2 separate regions of the Gossypium raimondii genome follow, and region 2 is linked to region 1. A link is a contact called in public Hi-C data. All regions are on one chromosome and are shown on one strand. The core of a region is the stretch at or near the end of the contact, and the rest is flanking DNA. Distances in the headings are between cores, read along the strand shown.

What was found. Hi-C and Micro-C count contacts between places; a contact is called where the count stands out from the background.
Region 2: a contact with region 1 is called in a Hi-C map of leaf, with 2.7 times the contacts expected there. The contact joins the promoter of LOC105798425 here to the promoter of LOC105798422 in region 1. A contact is called at or near these places in 2 of 2 Hi-C or Micro-C datasets (both in leaf).

The regions. Positions count from the first base shown.
Region 1 is chr9:10,985,870-10,990,585 of ASM2569854v1, reverse strand. It overlaps LOC105798422, which reads left to right and starts at 2,508. Exons shown (of 5, transcript XM_052621158.1): 1 at 2,508-2,973; 2 at 3,859-4,006.
Region 2 is chr9:11,269,263-11,273,978 of ASM2569854v1, reverse strand. It overlaps LOC105798425 (cytochrome c1-2, heme protein, mitochondrial), which reads left to right and starts at 2,527. Exons shown (of 8, transcript XM_012628482.2): 1 at 2,527-2,666; 2 at 3,079-3,149; 3 at 3,686-3,894; 4 at 4,125-4,404; 5 at 4,490-4,561. The coding sequence starts at 3,093. It overlaps LOC105798426 (kelch repeat-containing protein At3g27220), which reads right to left and starts at 1,551. Exons shown (of 7, transcript XM_012628483.2): 1 at 1,239-1,551; 2 at 978-1,142; 3 at 654-883; 4 at 390-560; 5 at 191-296; 6 at 1-48. The coding sequence starts at 1,481.

The DNA.
Region 1 (4,716 bases), core at 1,259-3,758:
ATGCAATCCGATCGAGTTTTTGTTGAGCTAGCGGAGGGACCAATCGGACATATACAATTAGGCTTCAGTAATTGCAATTATGTCTAGAAACATCATTTTAATAATTCACAATTACTTAATCATGGAGTTAGTCTACAAGAAGTACCATGATTGAAAACTTCTTATTGTATACTCTTTACGAAAGCAATTCATCCAACAAGTTTGTCCAATGACCTCGTCATGTGTGTGTTACCCTCATATGATATCATTAATTCCTTTGAGTTAAATCAATTCACTCAATACAATCATATTTTATCTCATTGTCACCATTGTGTCTTCTTAATGATTAATATGATCATTGTTAACAAATGACTATGATAAATTGCATGTTCAAGAATAAGCAACTCATGACCACGTTCCATATTTATCAATCCACACAATGCCAATGAGAGGATATCGTTGACTCTTTAATCGAGTTATGAATTCCATTGTAGCTAGTAAAGCCATGCCATACACAAGTCATATACTTAACATACTGACTATCGGCTCGATCATCTTTAGAGTATAAGCCTCCACTTATATCAAAGCACATGAGTTACATACGCATGGTCAGTGACTAACTCAGGGTTTAGGTAAATCACACCATAAACGTCACAAGTGAATTAATTCACAAACGGATTCAAAATTAATTTAACTTGGGTCCAGTCCAATGTATCATTTTTTCAATGAATACATTTATGTCTCTACCTATAGAGTCTAACTGTTTCGATAGCCAAGACTAGTAATCTCCCCAATTGAAATTGTAGGTGACGTAATAATCCTTCTAAGTATTTGAACCAGATGCTCACTTTGATTCTTTTACGAGATTACAGACTCATTTAGATTTATCTTTCTCGCAATGTAAACAAATTGAACTTAAACAATCAATGAACTAATATTTGCTTGTCTCAATTTCGTTATGCATGCAAAATATGAAAGATAAAAACACAAAATACATAATAGTGAAATGTGAAATTAACTTTATTTATTTATTCACCGTTCAAATACATACAAAACAATTACATTTTTACTACAATATATGCACATTTCCCAACATAAACTTATTTAATTATGAATTGCTTTAATTTTGAAGTAAATTAACTAAGATGACCTTTTAATTTAATTTTCAATTTGAACTCAATTATTTGATTTATTTATCTAATTAAATAATAATCCAATAAAACTTAATTAACCGTACGCCATCTCTTGTTACTCTAAGAAATTTCAATTATTATGATAAATAGTTCATGCGATCTATCACTCCAAATCATTTATTGATTGGTCCATACTTTAACACGCATTCCATATAAATCTATAACAATTTATCAAATAGACTAATTAGCCATATATAATGTAGGTTAAAATAAAATGTAATTAAGTTATATACCTAACATACCAAATTTTTGCTTATTATTTGAGACACATTGATTATAAATATATTAAAGTACACAAGTCATACATATATAGTCATTCATTTACTCAATATTAAGGTAAGTCGCACAATGAATAAAAAAATCTATAAATAGATTTAATATTTTTTCATCTTGAGTTCAATCCAATGCATTATCAATCCAAATAACCACATTAATATCTCTATCTTGGGAGTCAATTATGCTTTGGTAGTCGAGATAAGTTATATCCCTATTTGAACTTATAGACAACATAATAGTCTTAACATGAGTTAATTGCTAATCATGCCTAAATTTGATAGTCACTATCTTATCAAGGTTAGAGATGAACATAACCTTTGTTGACGGGATTGACTTCATATTTTTGTTTAACTTTTCATGGTTTGTTATCCATGAAGAGGAAATGAGAGAGATTATCATTTCTCTAATCGAAACCTTTGAAACATGTACAAAAGTGATTGAGTTTTTTCAGGTGTTGAACTTTACGAATTAGATATCGTGTTTATAGGATTAAACTATCGATTACATAATCTTGGATTCCATAAACGATATTATAGCGGAGAGCGAATTGGTTTGTGGTGTTGACCATTTTTGCTCAAGCAACAACTTTGAGACTTTTGATAAGAGTTGAATCTTTTATGTGCCATGTTGTATGTGGGAGTAGAAAGTCGGGTAGACTATTCCTAAGTTGAGTGAGGTTTCTATAATACCTACGTTGAATAAAAAAAACAAAAGTTCTAATTTTTATTTAAATAATCTCTTGAAATTTGAGATTTAATTTTTTTAATTTAACATAATTTGATTTTTATATTTTTATTATATTATTAAATTGATAACACTATTATTTATTGTTGTTATGACATAACTTTTAAATAAAAATATTAAAATTAAATATGTAACTAAAATGTGAATTTTGTTATTAGTTGTACATAGTTGACTAGATTTTTCATGTAACTCAGATGGTGTAATTGAGTAATAATTTAAAAAATATATTGTTATTTTAATGGTAGGATATTATAAGAGAAATAATAGGGAATTAAGGAACTATCCTAAGCAAAGTATATTGTAGTACATTGTCATGCAGTTCGTGAATCACTTCATTTAAAGGCGAAGTGAAAACTGACACCATGTTTGGTTTGGTGTAATAGATTAGTCATTACACCCCTATTCCGTGGGCTCCACTAATCCCCAATTAATCTCGTGTTTGGTTTGATGTATTACCTATTACAGGCCTATTACAACACGGATGTATTCCTCATTTTCTCTGCTTCACCAACGATTAGCCATTCCGTTCCAAAAGTAAGGATTAGCTAATCGTTTCTGTTTTACCCTCCCCAGCCAAAATCTGCTGCTCCACCCTACCCTCTCCCTCCCAACATCAATAGCAGTTTTCTTCGAACCAAATCTCCACCGTCTCAGATCGCCAGTGAGTAATCCCAACAGCAGTTGCCAATGAAAATTGCCCTTTCTTCAAAAACCCAGCCCTAAATCCTTCTCCTCTTTCAATACTCCATTCGAACAGGTTGTGGCGTCTCCGTCCTTTGAGGTATGGCTCTGTTTCTTTAACTTTATCATTGAGCGACTCTTTTCAAGTCCAAAATTAGTCTACTCAGCTTTGAATTTAGGCCTATTTTTGCACAGTTACGGTCTTTTGGGGTTCTTTGTTTTTTGTTTTTTATTGGTTTGGTTAAATCATGTTCTGGTATTTGGATTTAAACAAAAAAAAGAGAAAGACGATGACGATTGTTAAGCCAATTGTGAAAAAGCAGTAGCAACAACAACCGTTTACCTTAAACATTTTTTCTTTGCTAAGGGTTCTTGCTTTTCAAACCATTTTTTCGCCATTTTTCTTGTAATTGTTTTTCTTGTTATAGTTCAGATTTTAGATTTTTTGGTTGTTGAGTCTTAGAGGCAGTTGTATTCAGTAATGGCTGGCTTGCTTTGATGCATTGCTTTTGTATATCTTTGTAGAAAACGAATCTGTATCTATTTTTAACACAAATTTGATTAGTTCATGCCAATGGATTTTTAACGTTAAATTAGTTATTGGCGTTAGAAATTTACTCTTATGCCTGGAAGGAGATCTGGCTTACAGATCAACTACTGGAGTTAATTGTGGAAATTTGTTTGATTTGGTTTCTTATAAAATTGTTACCCTGTTCTATTTATGTTAGAGTAGCTGAAATCTGAGGTTGCATTTGTCATTAAGAAATAGAAATCCAAAAAGAGAGGAAATTGATATCATCCCCTCCACTTTTTGCTTGGAATTGCGTGCTTCAAATGTTCACTAATATGGTTAAAAATTCATGTTTTAAAATTCTGTCTTCTTGTGAAAGTTTGTAGCAGTTTGTTGAATCATGCTTCTTGTTGATTTAACTTTGTAAATTCTGTGAACAAGTCTAAACCTTTACTGCTGATTTCAATGACATAGCTGCAGCTATAATTCACTGCTGATTCTTGCGATCCATGCATGCATGCTCTGTTAGCGGCTTGACTTGCAGTCTGGAAGGATTAATTCACTGCTGATTCTTGTGATCCACTGCTTCATTTTTTCTCTCGGTCTCAGCGTTTGGTTTGAGGTATGAATCTTGAACTTTTCATTTCTTTGCCTGCCTTTGCCTTGGATTGTGGCATGTTCATGTGTGTAGTCTTCAACCAGATTCACCAACTATATTATGTTTGATATGTGGTTTGAAACACTGAAAAATTGTACTGCTGGACAGTGAGATTTTGTTTGAAATTTTGACTGTTATACTTTGTTGTTTCATCTTGTTTTTTGACAAGTATAATAATTTTTCTGTTATACTTTGTTGTTTCGGAAAATCCATAGCCGTTGTGATGTGTTGTTAGAAATAAATTGTTTGGAAGCATTGCATCATGTTAAGGGTACTCTAATGATACAACAACTGAATTCGTATGTCATTCATAAATCCCCATTAAGGTAAACACCGTTGTTATAAGCTGTAAGCCTGTGTTTACATTCTCAACTCCCCTATTAATGTGCTCCCCACTTATCTGCAATTTTATCTTCTAAAAAAGGTAGTGATATTATTATGCAAGTCAAAGGTGGCAAGCGATATTTGGAGAGCTACATGGCCCCATTTGCCAGCCAATTTGCTTGCATGAAATGACAACCGGATGATAAAACTCGAAGCCAACCCTTGTTTATTAGGAGCTTCAATTTGGACTTGCCAGAATATTACTGTTATTGGAAGAAACTTATTAGCTTAAGGGTAATGTGAAATTTCTACTGGGGGTTGGTTATTTGTTCCATCTGAATTGGTTTGGG
Region 2 (4,716 bases), core at 1,278-3,777, 280 kb before region 1:
CCATTTCTTCATTTCAGCGTCTAGCATGTAAACATCCCCATATACAACCTAAAATAATGATGAAGCATTTCAGGTTATATAAGAAACCAGAGAATCCAACATGAAAAAACATGGCAGGTTAAAAAACATGTCTGAATAATGATCATCATGGCTTGCAATGAACCTATCCATTAACTAGCTATTTATATACCTCGTGTCTACGAGAACATTTGAAGATAGGTGATCCAGGTTTTGCCATAAAATCTCCCTCTTGACCGCCGATTACAAACAGTCGATCGTTTATCGCAACAGAAGCCCTGTCAAAACGATTAGTCACCGCGTAAATTAGTCAATCTTTATAGGCTAGAATCCTCAAGGTATTAACATTTCCAAAAGAGCAATAACAATACCTATGCGGTCCTCCACGAGGAATCGGGATCTCAGTCCGCCACTCTTTCTCCAATGCCTTGCCATCTTTCACTGCTATACTCCAATGCTCCAATCCCGGTGTGTGGCGGTTCTCTTTGCTGCCTCCCATCACATGGAGCCTGCCTTTCCATAACTGAGTTGCTGGGGCATACCTGAAATTTTTTCAATGTTGAAAAAAAGTTAGTTCATTCGACATTTATCCAAGTTCAGTGTGGTTCATACAATCACATATCGGTGTCACATACCTTGGGGCTGGCAAAGGAGGCAAGCTTTGCCATTCCCTTGTTTGAGTATCAAGAACATAAGTACGAGATGTCGGGGCCCGACATTGGGGACCATATTGACCTGACACTACATATATGTATCTCCCATCACTTGCTACTCCTAGATGTGAATTCGCCATGTCTTTTGGTGTATCGAACTTGGCACGCCATGTATTATCAGTGAAATTAAACACATCAACATGAGAGTGCACCTGTTGTTGAAAATCAAATAAACATCAATTACATTCATCCATTCAATCTAATCAACAATTTAAAACCAAAGTGTTCATAGATTGATAAACTTACATGGTCAAGGGTACCATATCCTGAAAGAACATAGAAAAGGTTGTTAATTTGTATAGCTGAACCATCAAGGCGTGGAACTGGTGCTGATGGCATTTGTTCCCATGCCAAATCTGGTGCTGGTAAATCCGCAAATGTTGCTGATAAAAATCTCTTCTTTTTCCCAATCTAAAATTTTACAAATAACATAGCAAAAAAAAAAAAAAATCTATCACCAAAAGAACAAATTTTTAAAGAGAGGGAAAGAAAAAAAAAAGACAAAACCTTGTCGTCAACGTTGTGTTGTTGTTGTTGTTGTTGTTGAGAAACAAAGATACGAGGTTTTTGAGACACCCAATTGGATGCAAACCTAAGATATGAAGAGCTAAAAGAAGAAGAAGATGCCCAGAAGAGATCTACAATGCAAGCCAATCCCAAAAGACAAAAGAATAGAGCAAATATAAATTTTGTGTAACTGTTGTTGCTCTTGCTTTGATGTTGATGGTGGTGAGGTAGATTTTTGCCCATTTTTCTTTTTGCAGGTTCATAAGAGTATTGCTCATCTCCATTTATTTATTAGAACGTAAAGGGAATACAGGGGTTGGAGGAGAAAAAAGAAAGACAGCTTGAGACAGCAGTAACTTTGAACTCTGCTAAAAATGTTGGGCGCCAATGGTTTTTCATTGCCTTTTGAAGTTCACTAATTCTTGGGTAAATTACATCTCATGTCCTAAATTATGCTTCAAAATTTACATTAGTCCTAAACTATAATACTCAAAGTATCGGTTAGGTCCTTTTAGCATTTGGATAACTTGGGAATCGTATGCCACGAGTGTTTTAAAAATCAGGATAGTGGTTGAACTGTTTAAACTATGTTCAACATTCGATTTGAACAATCATATAAAAATAAATAATAAAAATATTCATAAAACATAAAAAATATATATAAAATCCGTTCAACTGATTCAAATTGTTGACTTTTTGTTCTGACTTCCAATTTTTTATTAGTTTGAGCAGTTCGTTTAGAGGTCGATTCAACTTCTATATTCAGACTAGTATATCAATCAATTCGGTTCAAATAACACTAAATATTGCATAAAAACTATATTTTTTATTAGATTCATGCTTATTTAGCATCCAAATTAATAATTAGATTAACGAAAGAACCTAATTGATATGATACTAATATTTTAAAAACTCAATTCGAGCATTTTAAAATTTAGAACTTGTTTAAAATATAAATCATAACTTGAGGATGTACTGTGGAATTAATCCTTTAATTTTATGTGTCTTCCGAGGTTGAAAATTCAAGGGCAATCCTCGGCAGTTGTTTTCATGATCGGTCGGTGGATGCAATGGGCTGTCTCTGCAAGAAAAAAAGGGGCCTGTCTGTTTTCTTTTTATTTATTTGTGGAGTCTCCTTTATGGGCTGGTTTTATTGCTGTCCACTACTTGGGTCTCATGTCACTGAAAAGACCAAACACAAGACCTGGCAGTTTTCAAGGCCATCCTAAAAGCCCAAAACCTTACTGTCTGTTGGTGGACACGCGACTCGACTAAATCTCAATCACTGCTTTTTTTTTCCTACTATAATTTATGCTGTTTTCTCTTATACTTTTCGTTTTGTTCCTTTGGATCTGTGAGGCAGCCGCCGGTTCCTTTGACCACCACCACCACCACCTCTCTGTGATCAACCTTCACTCTCTTTTTCAAGTTAGTTCTCTGTCTTATGCTTTCTTCACATCTTCTTTTAATCTTTGGGTTTATTATTTTTATTATTTTTTCCTCCATAGTTGTTGGATCTGCCCCCAGATCCTCTATGTTAGGGTTTTCAAGTTCCTCCTTTTTTCATTTTAAACTTTAACCTTTTTTTGGCTTCCTTATGCTATTCCTTAGATTGGGTTTACTGTTCTTTGTGTATTGTATGTTTATCCTTTGATTTTATGATTACCCACTTGTTTCAACACTGTTAAAGCTTTTCCTTTTTGGAGAATTTAATGATTATTTGACTGAAAAAAAGGAACCTTTATATGAATTCTCTTTTTAATCTCATTTTGTCCTTTTTTTTTGAACATTTTAATTGTAAATATACATTTGCTTATTAAGTTTCAGCTGAACTTTTCAGGGAAATTAACTGAAATGGCTGGAGGATTAATCCACCAGGTTTTAAGGAGGAAATTTCAATCACAGTCTGCTGTAAGATTCTTTCCTAGTTTTCCTTCATTGATGTTAAACTTATACTTACCTATGGAATGAGGTCATGAAGACCATGCAATCTACATGGTTCTTACTGGATTTTCTTAGATAATCTTGAAATATTTTGCTACATGGATTCTAGTATTTGTTAAATTGTAGCAAGTTTTCATTCATTGATCCTAGTTTTCTACTTTCCTCAAGATGAATTCTAACTTTTAAGGCAAGCTTTGTCCAATTGCGGTATGTTTTCATCCTATATTACTCTTACTTGGGTGCTAATGTCTGATATGCAAGTGTGCATTGAGATGGGTATGATCAGATTTTTTAAAGTTTTTCCATGTATTTGGAGTATCCTTGGATGTTTATCTTCATACTCAAGTGTCGGATACGAGTCTTGGACGTGTGCACTTCATGAACAATGAAGAGTCAGAGCAAAAAAAGTTTTCATCTCTGAATAATAATGAAAAGTTTCTATAGGATTTAACCTGGAATGGTTTTCTCCCAGTTACCAATACTTGTTCTGTATTATTGCTCAGGTTCAAGCTTTATCATGGTTTTCATCAAGGAAAGTTAATGACGATGCGGGTTCTGCTGGTATGAGGACTGTTGCACTCCTTGGAGCTGGTGTTTCAGGTTTACTAGGTTTTGCAACAGTAGCATCTGCTGATGAGGCAGAACACGGTTTAGGAGTTGCAAATTATCCTTGGCCTCACGCAGGCATCCTCAGTTCATATGACCATGCTTCGTGAGTTTTATGCCTTTCCTTGCTCTTTTTTGTTATGTGCACGAAAACGAATAAACCTTACTTGAAAAGGAAAAACCTTGTATATCAGTCTCAACATCCAATTGGAGAATTGGAGAAATCTATTTAGAATTTTGCAATATAGTTGTAATATTAGGTTAGCCATTGCCATACATATATTTTTACTTTTTGCTGCCAGTGTTAATGATGTGAGATTAATCTTGCATGATCAGGATTCGTCGCGGTCACCAGGTTTACCAGCAAGTGTGTGCATCCTGCCACTCTATGTCCTTAATATCATACCGTGATTTGGTTGGTGTTGCATATACGGAAGAGGAGACGAAGGCTATGGCAGCTGAGATTGAGGTGGTTGACGGTCCTAATGATGAGGGTGAGATGTTTACTCGTCCGGGTAAACTTAGTGACCGCTTTCCTCAGCCATATGCAAACGAACAAGCAGCTAGGTTTGCAAATGGAGGAGCTTATCCTCCAGATCTAAGTCTCATCACCAAAGTAATTCTCACCTTGCTTTTTAGACCACCGTGGAAGTTATTGGTTATATATAACCTGAAGATATCATACTTGTTTATTTTTTCAGGCTCGTCATAATGGCCAGAACTATGTGTTTGCGCTTCTAACTGGTTACCGTGATCCTCCTGCTGGTGTTATGGTAAGTTCTGCTTTACACTATCTTCTGTGGCATGAAATTTTGTTCTAATATCCAATGTTGGAAACGTATAGCTTCGTTCAAAGATACTTTGTATTTATATATATTTTGCAATTGGGAGTATACAACGGAAGAGAGAATGTGGGTCTGAAGTTAGG